2 separate regions of the Mus musculus genome follow, and region 2 is linked to region 1. Evidence: chromatin contacts called from public Hi-C data. All regions are on one chromosome and are shown on one strand. Each heading gives the region's core, a stretch centred on a gene start, on an enhancer-like site or on the middle of the called end of the contact. The rest is flanking DNA. Distances are from core to core; before and after follow the strand shown. Region 1 overlaps Tnik (TRAF2 and NCK interacting kinase). Region 2 overlaps Tnik (TRAF2 and NCK interacting kinase).

Region 1 (5,004 bases), core at 2,085-4,584:
AATCACATCCAATTTGAAAAATGAGATCCAGACCTCAATAGACTGTGCATTCGTTTTTCAAACACTGACATGTAAAAACAAAACAACCAAAAAAAAAAAAAAAAAAAAAAGAGCCAGAAAAACCTTAAACTCTACGGGCAGAACAGTGCTCCAGCAGTGTTCCATTAAAAGAACTGGCTACAAGATCTCCCTTTTCAGAGCTCTGCTGGAGGGAACGACCTCTGTCCAAAGGACAGAGATAAGGCACAGAGCTTGCAGAGCCAGTAATACGTCTCTATCCTTTTTATAGGCATCATTTGAAGAGAAAATGTTGCTCACTTAAAACATACCCTCAAGTCTAGTGTGCTGGCACATTCCCATACTCCTAGCAACTTGGAAGGTTGAGGCAGGAGGATCACCATGAGTTTGAGGCTATAAGTTATATAGTGAATTTGGGGACAACCTGGACTACATAGCAGGGCCCCATTTCCACCAAGAATGACCCCAAAACAAACTCCCATGTCTTTAAAGAAGTGCTCACTTATTTTCTAAGTTGCTGTGACCAAGGAATCAATATGTTTAATTGCACATTTAATTACAAGTGAAAGAACTTCATGGAAGTTGAATACCTGTTTGCTCAGTATTTCGGTGGCTTAAAAGTAAATTTGTGGTACTGCTGGTAACTTAGCTTTGTCTCTTAGAATACAAAAAGATAACAACTTCCGGGAATGTTATCAATATAGCCTATGCTTGATGCTCACAGTCTGAGGAGGTGACAGAGTCACCCTGGTTACACAGTGAAGTTGGTTACTTTAGCCATTGTGATCAGGAGGGATGGATGCTTTGGATAGACATGATATCCATACAGGTAATTTTGGCATTGAAAATCTCTTTTAGTTTTCACAACTAGCCCCTTTCTCTGCCTTGGGCTTCATCGCTTGTGTGGCTCAGGGCAAATGACTTCTCTGCGCCCTCTTCCCTGGCTACAAATATAGATGCCTACAGTGCATACATTAAAACACTGCTGTATCAATTAAACATGTTAATTCATTTTAAATGCCTCTTGTGATTAGTGCTGACATGACCATGGGGACACTTGACCATTCTCTGACCATCACTACACTCAAGGAAGAAAAAAAATCCTTTCTTAAGGATTGTGACATGGAAATCAAACATTGCTCCCCCCGCATACTTCTGCTAAGTAAAATGGGCACCACTGAGCAGTGTTCAGTGGCAGAGTTTGAAAGATGACTTTGTCATTATGGGAACATCATAGAACCTATCTGCTCCTGCCAACATGGCTGCAGAGGCACCAGGTGGTTCAGTCTTAAGGCACCACTGTCATACATGGAGTCCATTGCTAACCCGAATTTTATTATGTAGCAGGTGGCTGCACAGCATTGTTTAAAGGGATTGCTGTAGATGGATTTGGGGAAGCAGAACAGAACAGGTTAATTTAAAAAAACTCATGCTTCAGTTTGGGTTTTGATTTTGGTGAAGTATACAGTCACAGTACAAACTAACCAGTTCAATGTATCTCAAATATTTTGTGACATCTACTTTATATCATCATTATTTTCATTTGGCACACACACTCACACACACACACACACACACTCACACACACACACACACGCACGCACGCACGCACGCACGCACGCCTACAGCCCTATAGCCCTACAGCCCTACCTTTGTTCTATCTCAAAACTAAAGTGCCTAACAGCAGGCATGGAACTCTAAAAAATAGTCCGGATGGGCGGGTAGGGTGTGTGCTGGCTAGATTTTTTTGTCAACTTGACACAATCCCATGTCATCTAGGGACACCTCTCTGTCGTTGAGAAAATGCCTCTATGAGACTGGCTTTCAGGCAAGTCTTTGGGGGAATTTTCTTGATTAGTGATTGATGTGGAGGGACCCAGCTCACTGTGTGCACTGTGAGAACCCGTAGCAAGAGCTTTGAAAGGTAACCAGCAAAGTAGGATTCTCTTCAAGGAGCCCCGAAAGCCATTGCGTAAGGCCGTGAAGTGAAGCCTCATCTGTAAGGCAGAACTCAGTATATTAGATTTTGCTGGGATTATGGGATAGCCACTAAGGAGAGTTAAAGGTATGGAGTGGAGCCATTCGAAGGGAGGCTATGTGTGCTGTGGGCAGAGTAGGAGAGGCACGGCTGGTGGAGACCAGATGACACCACCAGGAGCCTTGGATGCTTGACACTGAACCTCAGGATTTTGTGTTTCCCCTGCTAAGCTCAGGCCTTAAAGTCTCCTTATCTATCCCTCTCTATTGGAACGAGAATGTTTATTTTGTGCTACTTCATATTGGAAATATGTGAGCTGGGTTTTAATTTTACAGGTCTTCGAGTTAAGAGATACCTTGAGAATCGCAAAGGCTTTGGGCCTTTAAGCAACAGGTTATGGAGCTGTTAAGATTCGGGAGACTGGTGTAGAGGAGGTAAAGGCACTTTGCATCATGAGACGATCATGTGCGTTTGGGGCCCAGAGGTGGAGCTTTATAGTCGAGGGTCAAGGTGACAAGAAGTGGCCATATGGTGGCTAGTCTTCATTGTTAGTTTGACTGGGTTTAGAACTACCTAAGAGACACACCTGGGAGGATGCCATTAATGAGCAGGCTTTAGGTTCTACTTAGGAGGGGAGATCTATCCCCCATGTGTGTAGCACCATGCAGGGCTTGGAGTCTCTGGATTAAAAAAAAAAAAAAAAGAGGATGAAAACAGCTGAATATCAGCACTCATCTCTCTCTGTGTTCTTGATTGTGCACACAGTATGACCCCTGCCTTAGTTCCTCTTCCACAATGGGCTGTATCCCTTCTTTAATTGTGACCTAAAGGAAACCATCCTCTCTGAACTTGATCTTGCCAGGTATCTGTTATAGAAATGATAAAGTAGTCAATGTAGCCCATGAGATGACACATGCCTGCGGATGGCCAGCCTGTTCTTCTGTGGAAAGGCTTAAAATACCTCCCCGGAGCAGTGACAGGAGAGGAGGGGATGGGAAGTGAGGCCCACGGTAGACAGTAACCCCCACCCCCAGAAGCTTGGCACATTACAAGCAGAAATCTGGCAGGCAGCAAGCTTTGCAGAGTCACTGTTGCTTCCAGGGGAAGGAACGGAGCTGGCTCCTCTCTCTGGGAGTCGGATCCAGGGAGGAAAGGAGAGAAAGATCTCAGAAGAGTGAGGAGGGGCCCTCCTGCGCTCTGTCACCACATGCTATGTGGCACCCAATGAAAGGCTGTTGCTGGGGAGAGAACATGCATTTCTCTTACCCACAGTGACCCTCTGAGAGGAAGGAGAGCAGGGAAGGCTTTGCCTCCTGGTTACCAATAGCAACTCACAATCCCCTTGCAGGTCTGGCAACTGAGAGACTGTCATTGCTTGTGGCTTTTCTGTTTCCTTCCCCTCTGTGTGCCTTTCCTCTGTTGAGCCAGGGTTGCCATGTCATTACCAGCTGATTGGTAGTAATTAAGCCTGCTCTATGTGGTGGGTGGTGTCTGTGGGTGGGAAACAGGAGGATGCCAGTCAAGGGCCTGAGCCTTAAGTCATAGGAAAAGGGACAAACAATTTGTTCCTGTTTAGTTGAATTATTCAGGGCTTGTGCCTATAAAATCACAGGAGGTCACAGACTGGTAGGGATTGGCTCCAATGCTAGAGGAGATGTAAGAATGTATTAGGAGGCCGTGCCACTTCTGCAGCAGGGGAGACGGGGGGGGCATCGTATAACAAAGCATAAAGACCCCCAATGTAAGTACACAGAGAAGTGACAGGCAACATTTGGCATAACCTGAGGACTCCATTTCCAAGCCTCACCTGGTTGCTCACCATCCACACTCCTGTCTTACCCCGTTCTCAGGGAGTAGCAAGTAGTAGCTCTCTTTAGAACAAGTCACCTTTTTGTCAGGATAAGCTTATTAAGAACAAAGGTTGTACTCCTGTCCCCAAATAGAAAGCCAGCATGTCCTGTCACAAAAAGAAAGGGACTGAAAAAAAAAAAAACTCACAAAGAACCACAATTGCTCATGCCAGAAACATCACAGGGACCATTAGCAGGTCTGTGTGGGCGTGCAGGGAGCCACTGTCTTGAGGAATAGAATGGGCTGACTCTAAATCATCACCTTTTCCAAAGAAATGTGCCGTGCAGCCAGGCTAGCATAGCCTGCAGTCGTAAATCACATCATTTTCGTGCCATTACTTGGGCTCCATTTTGGCTAATAGCTCCCTGCCTCGAGGATAGGGTTAACAAGCTGCTGTATAGACAGCAGGTAGCCAAGCCTCAAGTCCAAGATCAATGGTGGCATACAGAATGTCACCTACCAAGCTGTGGCATGCATTTTTAAAAAGTATCTAGCCAGAAAGACCTAGGGATCAGGGGTAACTCAAAAGAAGATCTCAGAGAGAGGCCGGGTGGGTGGTGTGGTCGCTACAGTGCTTGTCATTCAAGCACGAGAACTGAGTTCAGAACCCTAGCACTCGTGTAGAAAGCCAGGTGTGCTAGCGTGTGCCTGTAATCCTATGAAAGATGGCTGGGGCTCTGGTATAACAAAACACTTTGTCTATCGAAGTAAGGGAGGAAAGCAACTGTGAAAGATAACAGAGGCCAACCCAAGGCATCTACATACAAGCACATGTGTGTGCACCTGCAGACACATGTCCACACATACACACAAAAGTGAAAGATCACAGGAAAGCTTCGCCCTCAGATCTGAAAAGTACTGTGGAGCAAACTCACCACTTCTTAGACTTGAGCCGAGGTGCAGGGTTCCGTGGGATGAGGAAGAGGGCTCTCATGGGATGCATGTCACAGAGGGCTGCAGGAGACCAAAAACAAGGACCAGAGCCAGTCAGAGGCCACCCACACTACCATCCTGGCCGCACACAAAGTATGCACATGTCCATAAGGCTCTTGGGAGCAAGGGGTCAGGACCTCAAAGCTTCCAACTTGCAGACAATCAAGAGCTGATGTCTAATTAGATGGATCTCATAAAACACACATTTCAAACAGACATTAACA
Region 2 (4,735 bases), core at 564-3,063, 81 kb before region 1:
CTCCAGGCCAGTGAGAAGCCTTGTCTGTATAAAGAAAAATGTTGTTGACACTTGGGAAGCATTCTTTAAAGTCTACTTGAAAGATTTGACAGGGGCATAAAATAAAAATTCCAGCAAGTTGCTATTCGAGCTAGTCTTCTAGTTATAACTGCACTGCCAATTTTACTTCGAAGGTCTTACTCATTTAGAAACTACCATTTCTTTCTTCCTTACTACTGTTAGAGGCCCTCTGTCCTTTTGGAGAGCAAAGTCTGTAAATGGAGTTTCCTAGACCTGTCCTGTTTGAAGGGAGGATGACTATTCTGTCTGTCTATGCTTTAGAAGGAGGAGTGGGCTATGGTAAGAAGCTAGAGAAGACTGGAGTTTATGGTGATAATAAAATAAAATAGTGAACCTTTAAAAAATATATACTACTTTTTAAAAGTATTTATTTATTTATTTATTTATTTATTTATTTTACATGAGTACACTTGTAGCTGTCTTCAAACACCAGAAGAGGGCATCTGATCCCCTTTCAGATGGTAGTGAGCCACCATGTGGTTGCTGGGAATTGAACTCAGGACATCTGGAAGAGCAGTCAGTGCTCTTAACCACTGAGCCATCTCACCAGCCCATATCTTTTTCTTATGAGACAGATTTACAAAATTTCCAATGAAAACATGTTAAAAAAATCTCCCTTACTTCTTGAGCATTTGTTTCTTGGTCCTTCTTTTCTTCTTCTTCTTCTTTCTCCTTCTTCTCTTTCTTCTCCTTCTCCTCCTTCTCCTTCTCTTTCTTCTCCTTTCTCCTTCTTCTCCTTCTTCTCCTTCTCCTTCTTCTCCTTCTCTTTCTTCTCCTTCTTCTCCTTCTTCTCCTTCTCCTTCTTCTCCTTCTTCTCCTTCTTCTCCTTCTTCTCCTTCTTCTTCTTCTTGATTTATTTATTTATTTATTTATTTATTTATTTATTTATTTAATGTATGTTAGTACACTATGCTGGCTTCAAACACACCAGAAGAGGGCATCAGATCCCATTACAGGTGGTTGTGAGCCACCATGTGGTTGCTGGGAATTGAATTCAGAATCTCTGGAAGAGCAGTCAGTGCTCTTAACTGCTGAGCCATCTCTCCAGCCCAAATAGTGAACTTTTATCAACACTTATATTTACTTACTAGCCAATTCCATGTTCTCAGCCATTTTATACAATATGCTACTATTTATGAAGGTGTGCGTGTGTGTGCACGCATCTAAAAATGATGCAAGGTGCTACCCTTTATTTATCTCCCCTTTATTAGTTAAGGCAGTGTCTCCCCAGACCCAGAACCTGCCAATTCTGGCCAGTCTAAGTAAGGAGATTGTTCCAGGGAGTCCCTGCCTCTGCCTCCTGAGTGCTGAGATTTCAAGCGGCTGCCCAACCTGCTTGGCTTTTTTGAGGGTTCTGGGGATCCAAGTTCTTGTCTTCATACTCAAGTGGTAAGCAGTTTATACATGGATCCAGTTCTGTAACCCATTGATGAAGTTTTACAGAGGACCAAAACAGATGCAGGGGTACGAATGTCAACATTTCTCAATGTTACTTGTCATTACTTTCAAAATCACATAAAATGAAGACAGAAGATGGCTTCCAATTTCTTGGGGCACTTCAGGTTAACAAAGATACAGCGGGGAGCTCAGTGAAAGGTGAAGGGGAACATGTGCTTCCCAAAAAATGAAGCCATGTTCCCAGACTTAATGAACAACAACAACAAAAAAAAACCTTCCCAAGGGCTGGAGGGAGACTCAGCATTTAAGAGCACTAGCTGTTCTTCCAGAGGACTGGCTCCATTCCCAGAATCCACATGACAGCTCACAAGTGCCTGCAACTCCAGGCAGATCCAACCCCCTCTTCTTGTCTCTGTAGACATTAGACATGCACCTGGTACACAGACATACATGTAGGCAAAACACCCATACACATGAAAGTAACTAATTTTTTTTAAACCTCAAAATTTAAAGATAAAAATAAATGCCAAAGATACGCCTCCTAGTTGACTTCTGTGTTTCTTTGTTCTCTAGCACAGTTTCTTGGCATTACTGAGCATTTTATATGAAATCCATAAGGAACAAACCATTCATGGGGGAAGAGACTCGAAAAACTATTCTTGCTATTAATAAAGGCCATTCACTTCTGTTTTCCTGGTGTTGAGGACATCTGTGCTTTCTAGTTTTATGTCCTCAGGCTCAGATTTTATAATCACATTTGCATAGCTCCTATTGAAGAATGGGGACTAATGCATAATTAAGTCACTTTGCAGAAACTTGGGAAGACCCAGAAAAAAAGACAGCAGATAATTAAAATCACTCATCCACTTAAGACTCTTAGGTTCCTATCCTCCTGTTTAGCCAGAACACTTATAATATATGCATAAGCATCCTATGTAAAAGTTTGAATAGGAAAGTCATTTAAGGAAGGTATGTCCTTCTGACAGCTGCTGCACCAACTTACCTCTCTGATCATCAAGGTTCCTTCTCTTGAAATGCTGCCGCCAAAGGTGTCCGCATGCGAAGTTTCCAGCCCATGTGTCCCGACCATCCCCATGTTGTACTGCTCATTGTTCCCTGGAGCTCCGGTGGGTCTGAGGTGGGAAAGAAGAGTCATGCCAATGTGCAAACATGGGGAAATACCACTTCCTGCCCTCACTTCTTATTGCAGTAAATGCACATGACATAAAATTTGCCACTAACATTATTCATGTGATTATTGCAGCGACTTCGAGAATATTCTGTATTTAACGCGCCTAGGTTGGAGTTTCCATTTCTGGAGCATCTTAAGCTATTTTCCACCCTGTTCTCAACTCAGACTCTGAGAGCTTCCTGATTTCCAAGGAAAAATGATGGAATCAGCAGAGACATCCACCATGCCCCCCAACCTTCTTGACAAAGGGAACCTTGCCCTGCCTTTCTACTTGGTGTTTCCTCTACTTGTCTGTTGTCTGGCTTCTTCTCCTTCCTCTATTTTTATTCCAAGAGATAGATACTTTATCTAAAATACTGTCTCAAGAACTATCTATGCCCAGTCCCACTAGCCTTTATTCTTTAACATTTCTTACTGCCATTTATAATTCTTTAATGTGTGTGTGTGTGTGTGTGTGTGTGTGTGTGTGTGTGTGTGTGTGTATGATATGATGTGGGAAAAGCTGGAATTGGGTTTTATCCTAAAGAAAGCCATCTACTTCCTTTGAGGAAAGATTTCTTTTTGATCTGGAACTTACCAATTAGGCTAGGCTGGCTGGCCATTGAGCCTCAGGGATCCTCCTGTCTCTGTCATCCCAGAAATGGAATTAAAGGCACAAGTCACCATGTATGCCATTTTTACATAGGTCCTGATTGAAATCAGGTCCCCGTGCTTGCAAGCAAGCATTATATTAACTGAGCCATAGCTTTGGCCTTGAGATTTTTAATTTGTTAGCATACTGTCTCTTCATTCCTTCCTTCTCTTTCACTAGAACACATGCTTGTTTATCCTTTTGCTTATCACTACACAGCCAGGTCAGTGTCAACTTGATTTACCATGTTCTGTGAACAAAGTCTGTGGTATTGTTAGCAAAAGGGTCTTGCAATTAAGTTCTGGTGGGCAACCAAGCAATGAAAATGGTTTTGGGTGGTTTGTTTACTTGGTTTTTGTTTTGTTTAGATTTTGAGAGGGTTTTCTGATTAACAACTTGAAGGGCATCTCACTCCTGGGCTTTTGATTTGTAAATCTGTGGCTTCTAGAAGAACATTAGCATTTATATGCAGTACTCATGACTCTCCTAAAAATCTGCTTATTCAGCCTATACCATCGTACAACTAGTCTGCGACTGTTCCTCCTGCTGTGTTACATATTTCCCAAAGACCAAAGATAACCTGAGCATGCAATGAAATTCACCCAGGAACCAGGAGATCGATGCAGAAAGACATATGGAGAACTTTCAAGAGAGGTACCATGGGAAGTGTTGACAAGATGCTGTCAACACCGTGAGGCAGAGATGGAATTTCTCATGTGCCCTGTGCCACTTAGAGAGTGCCAGTGCCCAACCCGGGAAAGACCATCACACTTCAGCTTTGCTTGGATGATCAACAGTTAAGTGTCCTGTGTCCCTTGCACCCCAACTGTCTGCTTTACAAACTTGGAAAGTAGAGAACCTGTGGTTGTAGAAGCTCAAGATCTGGCATTTTATTATTATGGATTCCTTTCTGCTGTTTTAGCAAATGATTATGTTTAAAATCAGTTTTAAAATGTGAAATGGTATCAAGGAATTATTTATCTATTAAGAACATTTATTACTTTAGCCCTTTGATTCTTTTTATGTACTTTTAAAACTGTCCCTGATTGCTGGGTGTGGAGGCACATGCCTTTAATTCCGGCACTTAGAAGTAAGAGGCTGATGGCCTCCCATGAGCTCAAGGTCAGGCTGGTCTATAGAACAAGATCCTGCCTCAAAAAATAAAATAAAAAAAGATACCACCAGCTGACATGCCATGTTGGTGAAGGGACAATGTGATAGGGCTCCACCCCTAAAGAAGAGTCACAGGAAATGAATGACTACTGAGAGGGAGAATCAGTATTCCCCAGGGATGAATTGCCTAATTGGTTATCTAATACCAAGTGGTCAGCTGTAAAAACATCATACAAGCAACACTAAGTAGACTCTGTAGGCTGCATTTGTGCATTTATTCGCATATACACTTAGCGAGGGAAAGAATCCATGGATTTAAGAGAGAATAGGGAGGGGCATGT

What was found. Hi-C and Micro-C count contacts between places; a contact is called where the count stands out from the background.
Region 2: a contact with region 1 is called in a Hi-C map of forebrain, with 2.4 times the contacts expected there. The contact joins two enhancer-like sites. A contact is called at or near these places in 6 of 484 Hi-C or Micro-C datasets (the AML12 cell line, the HL-1 cell line, embryonic stem cells and 2 more) and 3 of 9 other capture datasets (adipose tissue, liver and pancreatic islet).

The regions. Positions count from the first base shown.
Region 1 is chr3:28,556,836-28,561,839 of GRCm38.p6, reverse strand. It overlaps Tnik (TRAF2 and NCK interacting kinase), which reads right to left. Exons shown (of 33, transcript NM_026910.1): 9 at 4,723-4,801. Among named protein-coding and RNA genes, the nearest start is that of Gm52603, 130 kb to the left of the region's middle. Within about 2 kb of position 3,334, at least 82 of the 459 cell types and tissues checked have an H3K27ac peak or open chromatin away from gene starts, as enhancers often do. A contact at or near this core is called in forebrain, where this site is marked.
Region 2 is chr3:28,636,244-28,640,978 of GRCm38.p6, reverse strand. It overlaps Tnik (TRAF2 and NCK interacting kinase), which reads right to left. Exons shown (of 33, transcript NM_026910.1): 23 at 2,462-2,591. Among named protein-coding and RNA genes, the nearest start is that of Gm52603, 49 kb to the left of the region's middle. Within about 2 kb of position 1,813, at least 26 of the 459 cell types and tissues checked have an H3K27ac peak or open chromatin away from gene starts, as enhancers often do. A contact at or near this core is called in forebrain, where this site is marked.